2 separate regions of the Mus musculus genome follow, and region 1 is linked to region 2. Evidence: chromatin contacts called from public promoter capture Hi-C data. All regions are on one chromosome and are shown on one strand. The core of a region is the stretch at or near the end of the contact, and the rest is flanking DNA. Distances in the headings are between cores, read along the strand shown. Region 1 holds the start of Myo7a (myosin VIIA). Region 2 has its middle 12 kb from the start of Gm32945.

Region 1 (4,209 bases), core at 410-2,909, 690 kb before region 2:
AGAGGAGAGACTTACATGCAGGCCACAGACGGAGGTGGCAGAGCAGAGATCCTGGGAAGGTGCGGTAGCTAGAGCTAGGAATTTATGGGCAGGGCCACGGGTAGAAGCTGGGTCGGGTTGTGGAAAACGAAATGATGGAATACGACGATAGATTGGATTTGAAGGGGCGAGGGTTGTATGAACTAAGACCAGTTCTGCAGTGGTTCAGATGTGGTGCCCTTAAGAGGCTCAGGTGCCAGAAACCAGTGCCCCTTCTGGATAGGGCAGAAAACAGGCAGAACCTGGAGAGGTACGGTGGAGCATGAGGTGGTAAGGACACACACCATCTCAGGTGGTTTGTTTTGGGGAAAACAAGCATGGATTTCTAGGTTTCTCCGATCGGGTGACCTGCTTAGCCGAGTTTGGGTGCTGAGGAAATGTCTCCGTTATGGTTCTGAGACCACTTTCTCACCCACCCACTGCCTTCCCAGCATGCACCTCAGCCTCAACGAAGCACACCTGCCCCAGTTGCCGCCTTGTCGATTGGGCTCTGGATGCTCCAACCTGTGTCTCTCCCACTCTGTGTAGGCTCATGCTACTCACCTGACTCATAAGTATCAGTTTCGTAGGTGAAGGCTGCGTTGGGTGCAAGTCAACCTTGGACCCTGGTCTCACTGTGGCACCCTGGTATGAGGAAGTTGACCGGCTTTTCCTTAGTCTTGTAGCAGTTGGCTGTGCCCAGCAGGTGGCACCATTGCACCATTGATTCTCCCCACTCCATACCACTATAGATTCCACCCCACCCTATTCCCCTCCCCACCTTAACCCACCCACCCCCACCGAAAAGCAGCTTTCCTGAGTAGATGTCCCAGCTGGCAAGTGTGGGCAGAAGAAGGGGCCAGGTCTCAGGAGGAGGAGGAGGAGGAGGAGGAGGAGGAAGAGGAAGAGGAGTCCTTCAGCCTCCTTCCTCATCTACCATGATGAGTATTTGTGTCCTGTTCATTCCCACCCACTCCCTTTTTTAAATCACACATTTAAATCACACACACACACACACACACACACACACACACACACACACACACACACCGGGTAAGTCTGTCCTGCGTGAGGTGGCTCCTACTCAGGTGGCTTTGCAAACTGTCTGGATAACAGCACACTCAAGACTCCTAGGACAGGCTGTGGGGGCCAGTTGTAGAGCCTGGGGGTGGGGTGCATCTTGGGGAGTCCTGGTTTGGATGTTGTGTCCAGCCAAGGCTCCAGGTATTGCCAAGCCTGCTCATTTATATGGTCTCTAGTAGTGCCCTGACGAGGGAAGCTGGGTGAGCAGGGGAGGCTACTGGGAACTGAGACCCAGCAAAATCATGAGGAAGATGGGACGTGATCAGGTGTCCTAACCATGCAGAGATGGCAGGTAGTAACACATGTGACAAGAGACCCTGAGGTCCTGATGGTTGGCCCCAGGCCCGAGGTTCCCACTGGCCAGCAGTGCCCCCTGGAGCTTCTATGCCTTGCATCCCTGCTGGTTAGCTTTACACAGCACCTTGGGCAACCTCTAGACGTTAGTCAGCAGCCCCAGCACAGCCCGCCCCTCATGCTGATGTCACCACATCCAGACCTTCGAGGCCCCCAGGGCTCCGCCTCCTGGGAGAAGGCTTTGGAGGGAGAGGGCGGGTGGCAGTGCAGGCTGGACAGCTGCCCTGAACAGAAAGAAAGAGTGACCCAGGGAGACAAGAAACAGAGTAGCCCAAGGGAAGCCCACAGCAGCAGCAGATCAAGGCTCAAGCTGGAGCTGAAAATTTGCAGGCTCCAGCCTCAGCTTCCAGAGTCCTCCTGACCTGTGACCCCTGGCTCCTGGCTGGGAGGTGGTGACTCGGAGGGTGTGGATAAAACCCAGGTAAGGATGGGCTGCCCTGGCTGGAACTTTTGGACTGGGGAGGAGTTACAGGCTGGGGCCTCCTCTGGAGCCTCTGCCCTTAGGTTCCTGGGACTGGACTCCCCTGAACCTACAGGGGCCTTGCCACCATAGGCATGGAAAGAAAATGCCCCGAGCCGTGCACATGGAGGCTTATGCCCTAGATGAGGGAATAGCTGAAGAGCACAGGGCCTGTGGAGTTGTTTCCGGGTTGGAGCTGGGTCAGGGGTATCCAGAGGCAGGGGTGAAAGATGGGAGTGGAGGCTGGGGGGGCAAGTGTGGATGCCTCTCTCTGCTTGGTCTTTTGGTCATCTCCCTGATAATCTATCTCTCCTTGCACACGTTGTTTCTTCTTTGTGTGCCTTACATTCTCTATCCGTGACCCAAGAACATGAAGGTTACCATCTGGGGTTGCCCAGGGGTCAAGGTAAAATCAGTTGTGGGTCTAGGGAAAAAAACAAAACAAAACAAAAAACTATGGTTCTTTGTTCTCAATTTGAAAAGCAACAGTCTTACACACTAGTCTAGTCTGGGATGGAGAGGTAGAGCCTCATGCATGGGGTAGAAGAGACCTGAGCTTTTCCATGGGTCTTCAGCTCTACCCTCCAAGTCTACAGTCCCAGTCTGTCCTGCAGCCTTGTACCAGCATGAGTGAGGCAGGGGCCAGGCAGCCTCTTCAGACGCCAGCTCTCATAACTACTGCTGCTGCCTTTGGGATTATCCCCCTGCCAGGACCCCAGCGTGGTGTAGGTCTCCCGAAGGACCATATGCCCATAGAGACCCAGGGCGTGGGGTCAGGGCTCAGGTGTCAGGCAGTGTCGTGGGCAGAGGATCAGATGTCCCAGTGCCTCTGAATGGACCCTTGTGAAAACTTAATGCTCACTCGAGGGGCAGGCCAGGCAGGGATGGAGGGGCCTCACACCAAGACCTATGGGCTGGGGCTGCTTCTGGTGACCACACTCGAGGCAGCAAATCCATCTCGAGCCTATTCCTGGGTCCAGCTCTGTGCTGGATGAGGTAAGAGATGAGGGCCACGAACAGGTGTTAGATCATTCTGCCATGTGTCCTAAAACTCCTAAAGCAGTCCTGAACCAGGAGCAGAGTCCAAATCTTACTTAGTGCCAAGTCTTCCCTGCCCTGCTGTGTGACCTTGGGTAAGAGATAGTCCTTCTCTGAACTTTGGGCAGCCTCAGGACATTAGTCCCTGTCCCAGCACAGCCCACCCCTCACGCTGATGTCTGGTACAGGGCTGACTACACTCCTTTCAAAGCCCTTTGGGATGACGAGGGCAGCTTTGGGCAGTGGAGGTGGTGACGGTAACTGAGGCTCTGGTCACATAGACTGAGCTTTAATCAGAAGGATGGAAACCAAGAAAGATTTCCGTGAGGGAGGAGGGGTAGGGGTGGGGTTGGGGAGGAGTCTAGGTGGCCCTGCAGATCCAAGCTGCCTGGGCTCAGGGCGTGCCATGGTCTCTTCCCACAGAGCTGTGTCTGGTCACTCCGGCAGGTGTGCTGACGTAGAAGCATGGTTATTCTGCAGAAGGTGAGTGCGTCTCCTCTCTCTCAGAGCTGCAGAGGGCCATGCTGGGTACCTCACATCCCACCCTGCATGTCCTCCTCTCTATGTGCTTAGCCATTGGAAACGGATTCCAGTTCTTCCTCTTGGCAAACTCCTACTTAGTCTTCAGAACCCAGCCGTGAGAATTCCCACCTCTGCCACCACGGCTTCTTTGGTTGCTGACACGTGTCTCTGGGCAGGAGTGATGATTCATCCCCCAGTCCCAGACATTCCAGACAGAGGAAGCACATGCAACGGCCCCAGTGTAGAAGGTCTTTGGGGAAGCAGTTAGCAAGTTTGCTTAGGGGGGACCTGGGCAGAAGTGAGTCAGGGTGACAGGGCCCAAGCTGGAGCTCCCCAGGGAAGAGGCACAGGTGCTGCCCATCAGCTGAGCCTTCCAGGCCCCCTACTCCCCAGAGCCATTCTGGTCTCTGACCCTCAGCCCTTCCCCGTGATCAGCCTGAGACTCATGAACTTCTTGGTCTCCAATGTGGGAGCCAGGAATGTAGGCAGTGCGCCAGATGGGCCGGGCACAGAGCCTTTGGGCTGAGAAGCCGGGTGCTACTGGGGCTCAGCCACGAGTTTCCTGTTGTCTCAGGCTATGAGAGGCCAACGGAGCAGCCTGGCTGGAAACCCCAAGGCTGCACAGGGCCCATGTGTTAAAGGCAGGCTATAGCTCTAGATCAGGAAAAAATTCAGGGACTGAAAGCTTGCTTGATGGCCCATCAGAGAAAGCCAAAGCCAGGCTAAAAGGGGCT
Region 2 (4,508 bases), core at 1,177-3,676:
TCGGGGAAAGCCAGAGCTCTGGGGACGACTCATATCCCACGCAGGGGTAGAGGAGTCGTCCTCGAGGGGAAAGAGGTCCCAGTTTTTATAGGCCCTCAGGGGGGAAAGGAGAAGGGGGAGATTAGGGGATTTCCAGATCTAAACAATGTCTATTCTCAAGAAATGGGTATGGGAGGGGTACAAGGAAAGAGTCTAATGAAGGTGCAGCAATGGGCGCACACCTGGTCAGAACATTGGCAGACACACAGGTTCAAGGAGTGGCCAGAGCATTGTGCACCTCTATTTTTCTAAATCAGTGAAGCTAGTTCTGCTAACACTGACGTCTATCTTGCCAATTTCAGGGCTTCTGTGTCCTTTTATATTCTGCCAGGATCTTTCAGCATCACAATTAGGCTCCCAAGTCCTTTTTTGTGATCCTGATCAATCCGTCTTGGGGTGTGCATTCAATAAACTATTCTTGCTTGACTGAGATCGGTTCATTTGGTTTGTGTGACAATTCCTGAATGCCAGCAAATCAAAGGCAGACCATGGGCACAGGTCAAGTGAGTCCTTAGAACAGACAGAATGAATGTCCTATCTCAGAGGAAACAAGATTGGAACCCAACAGGAAGAATCCAGCAAAACTTTTACCTCCAGTCTCCTGCCCAAGCAAAGCATCATGGGAATTTCCTACACAGAAAAACTGCTTTCACACCCCTTGGCCACTCTGAGATGGGGCCCTGGACGAAATGGCTGACAGGGCTGGCTGGAGTCTTGGCAGATATAAAGAAGCGGGAGGGGCTGCTCCATTTCTACCAACATTGCACCTCAGAACAAGATGGCATACATTTCGCTGTCTGTAAATGACCTTGGTCATTTCACTTACAACTGTCCATAACTCCAAATTTAGGGATTCTGATGACCTTTTGTGGTCTCCATGGCACCCAGCATGGATGTGGCACTCAGACAGACAGACAGACAGATAAAACATTCATAAACATAAAAATAATTATATAATTATATAATTATATATATATATATATATATATAGAGAGAGAGAGAGAGAGAGAGAGAGAGAGAGAGAGACAAAGTCTCACTATGTAGCTCTGACATGTAAATCAGGCTGGCCTTAAACACACAGAGATCTTCCCGCCTCTACCTCTTGAGTGTTAGGATCAAAGGTGTGTGCCTCTACTCCAGGAGTACCCTTTTTTGTTGTTGTTGTTTTACAATTTTTAAAAAAATATTTCTGAAATCACAAGAATTACATCTTCTTCCTCCTTTCCTTCTCTCCCCAAATCTTCCCACAAACTCCTTTTGCTTTTCTTCTCAAATTCATGACCTCTATTGCTTTAATTGTTATGACATACATATACACTATATATACATATACATGAGTATATATGTACATATAAGAATATATGTATATATATATATTCCTAAATATAGAAATAAAAAGCTACATACATATATGTACACATATATTACATATATATAATATATGTATGCTTTCAGGGAGGCCCTCTTGTCTTTGGGTACCCAATATGGAGGCTCTTTCCTGGAGAAAACTAATTCTGCTGTTAGCTGTAATTCCTTTTCTGGGACTGAGGCTCCATGAGAGGCCCCTCTTCCATGTTAGCCAGTCTGTAATTGGTGTTGGTGTCCTCGTTCAGGTCTGGTTAGGTAGTCATGACAATGAAACTTCACGGGTGTTGCCTCTCTGACATTTCTAGGAGGCAAATATTCTTTTTTTTAAAGATGTATTTATTGTTATATGTAAGTACACTGTAGCTGTCTTCAGACACACCAGAAGAGGGTGTCAGATCTCCATGTGGTTGGTGGGATTTGAACTCAGAACCTTTGGAAGATCAGTCAGTGGGAAAATGTTCACAGCCAACTTCCTGGCTCTCTGTCTCCCACATTCTTCTCACCCTCTCCTCTGTTCTGAGTTCTCAGGGCAGGGGTTGTTGCATCTGTTGGGTTCAACAACACTGCCGAGTGTTCTCTGTGTTAGATCATCTGTGGGCTTTTGTAACGGTCTCCGTCTGTTGTAAGGAGACACTTCTTTGATGAGGATGAGACCTATGCTTTCTGTGGGTATAGGATAAATATGTAGAATGTAGTTAGGAATTACGCTGATTTTGTAAGAAGGTAGGTATAGGTTCTCCAAGAGCCATGATTCACTAGTCTGGGGCAGTTGACTAAGGAGCAGACATGATTTCCCTCATGTTGTATGGGCTTTAAGTCCAACTAGAGAACTCTCAGCCCCTGTTAAAGTATAGGTGCCACTATAGCGACCTTGCGGGTGCTGTGCTCATTGCTTTAATTCCCAGGCATCATAGCTGGGAAGAGCTATTGCTTGCTTCCTTAAACATTTTAAGCTGTCTGTTTTCACAGAGTTGGCAACCCAGGGTGCCCCGTGGCAGAAGCCTGACCTAGCTTACAGCTGATGACCCCTGCTGCTATGGCGACAGGCAGGTTTCTGGTGAATTCAATTACTAGGCTTCCACACTGAGAGCAGAGACCAGGAATTGGCCTCCTGCCAGAGACTTTGAGACTTTGAGAAAATTTACTTCACAAAGAAAGCTTGGCGGTGGGGGGTTGGGGAGGCTAGTAGGGAGGGAGCAATCTGGATTTTAGATGGTTAAAACCGTTTACCAAGGGTGGAACCGAAATTCAAGGTGACTCTAAATAGCATGGGGAATTGAGACTGGCACCACACCCTGTCACATGTTTATTCACTCAGAAAATTTGAATTGTACTGTTTTAAATGTTCATGTACACACACACACACACACACACACACACACACACACACACACACACACACACACACACACATGCACATTTATGTCCTTGTCTGGTATCATAGGGCTTTTCTTGCACTCTGGAAGGTCTTTCTCTTTTTTGTCTTTGTTTTTGTCCCAGCCTTCCCAGTGCTGTGCTGCTAGGTGTGGGCCACCATACCTGGTTTGCAGTATCCTTTCCCCCAAGCACTGTGAATGGAAACCGAGGATTCACACCTACCAAATGTATCAACATTTTAATTTTGATTGTTTTTAATTGAGTGCGTGTGTCCATGGGTGTCTTTGGGTGCTCCAGGAGGCTAGAAGTGTAAGATCCTGAGCAGGTAGGGTTAGAGGCAGTTGTGAACTCCTGGATCTTGGTGATGGGAACTGAACTCTGATCTTCTGCGAGAGCAATGCACTCTCCCCTCCCCCGACCTTCCAACCCCCACCCCCGCTAAAACAGGGTTTCTCTGTGTAGCCCTGGCTGTCCTGGAATTCACTCTGTAGACCAGGCTGGCTTTGAACTCACAAAGATCTACCTCTGTCTCTTGAGTGCTGGGATTAAAGGCAGGCACTACTATGCCTAACCTCCTTATTTTTATTTTTATTTACATTTTAAAAAATATTTATTTTGGGCTAGAAAAATAGATTATTGATTAAGAGCAAGTCCTGCTCTTCCAGTGGATCTGATTTCCAACACCCTGATCGGAGACTCACAACAACCTGTAATTCCAGTTCCAGGGGAGATGAGGACTCCTAGAACACTTGCATTCACAAGTACATACCCTCCCCCCATACACACACATACACACATATACACTCATACACATATACACATATACACACATAGACAAATATGCATATATACACACACATATATATACTCATACACATATACATATACACATATACACTCACACACATTCACACACATATATACACTGTATATTTACACACACATACACACATATACACTCACACTATACACATATATACTCACACACATATAAACTTACATACATGTACCATACACAAATACATACACAAACACACATATATACTCACATATATACATATACATACATATAACCCACACACATATATGCTCACACATGTACATATATATGTACACATATACATTTATACACGCATACATACAAACATTCACACACAGTTTTAAAATAAATATTTTTATATTTCTGTATGTGGCATGTGCCCACTGTGCACTTGTGTGAGCACAGAAGACAGAGTCTAATGTCAATATCCTCCTAGATTCACTCTCCATCTTTATCTTAGTTTCTGAGATAAGGTTTCAAATGGCTCGGGCTGGCCTTGAATTCACTATGCAGTACAGGATGACCCTGAGCTCCTGGCTCTCTTGCCTCCACTTCCAAAGCCCTGGCATTGCTAACACATGCCTCTGGGTGCCAGGGACTGAATCCAGGTTTTCATGCACGCTAGGCAAGCGTTCTTCCACTGAGCCACATGCCCAGCCCTGTGCCAATCTAAAGCTCTATGGCTCTGTGTTGGATATATTTGTCTTAAATATATGAGGCTACATTTCATTTCTTCCTTCTTTCTCCTTCCCTTTCTCTGTAACACCCTTGCAGGGAGCATTCTTTATGGCTAAGCAAAGAGTATGCACTTTTCCAAGGACCTTATCCTGTTGTGAAGTTACTAGGGCTAGGATGCCACCCTGTGGGTACCCCGAGTGTGGGCATCCCGTTTCTGAGTTCAGAG

The links. Promoter capture Hi-C pulls out the DNA fragments that hold promoters and counts their contacts.
Region 1: a promoter capture Hi-C map of embryonic stem cells shows a contact between it and region 2, with 4 times the contacts expected there. The contact joins the promoter of Myo7a here to the enhancer-like site in region 2. A contact is called at or near these places in 18 of 39 promoter capture datasets (the 3T3-L1 cell line, 3T3-L1-derived adipocytes, the C10 cell line and 11 more), 1 of 15 datasets of contacts at CTCF or cohesin (large pre-B cells), 26 of 484 Hi-C or Micro-C datasets (B cells, the Ba/F3 cell line, CD4 T cells and 15 more), 4 of 115 datasets of contacts at active chromatin or transcription factors (embryonic basal ganglia, embryonic stem cells and pancreatic cancer cells) and 2 of 9 other capture datasets (embryonic stem cells and liver).

The regions. Positions count from the first base shown.
Region 1 is chr7:98,116,943-98,121,151 of GRCm38.p6, reverse strand. Myo7a (myosin VIIA) reads left to right here and starts at 1,659. Exons shown (of 49, transcript NM_008663.2): 1 at 1,659-1,876; 2 at 3,377-3,436. The coding sequence starts at 3,419.
Region 2 is chr7:97,427,924-97,432,431 of GRCm38.p6, reverse strand. No RefSeq gene overlaps it. Among named protein-coding and RNA genes, the nearest start is that of Gm32945, 12 kb to the right of the region's middle. Within about 2 kb of position 2,426, at least 54 of the 459 cell types and tissues checked have an H3K27ac peak or open chromatin away from gene starts, as enhancers often do. A contact at or near this core is called in B cells, the N1E-115 cell line, embryonic stem cells and 1 more, where this site is marked.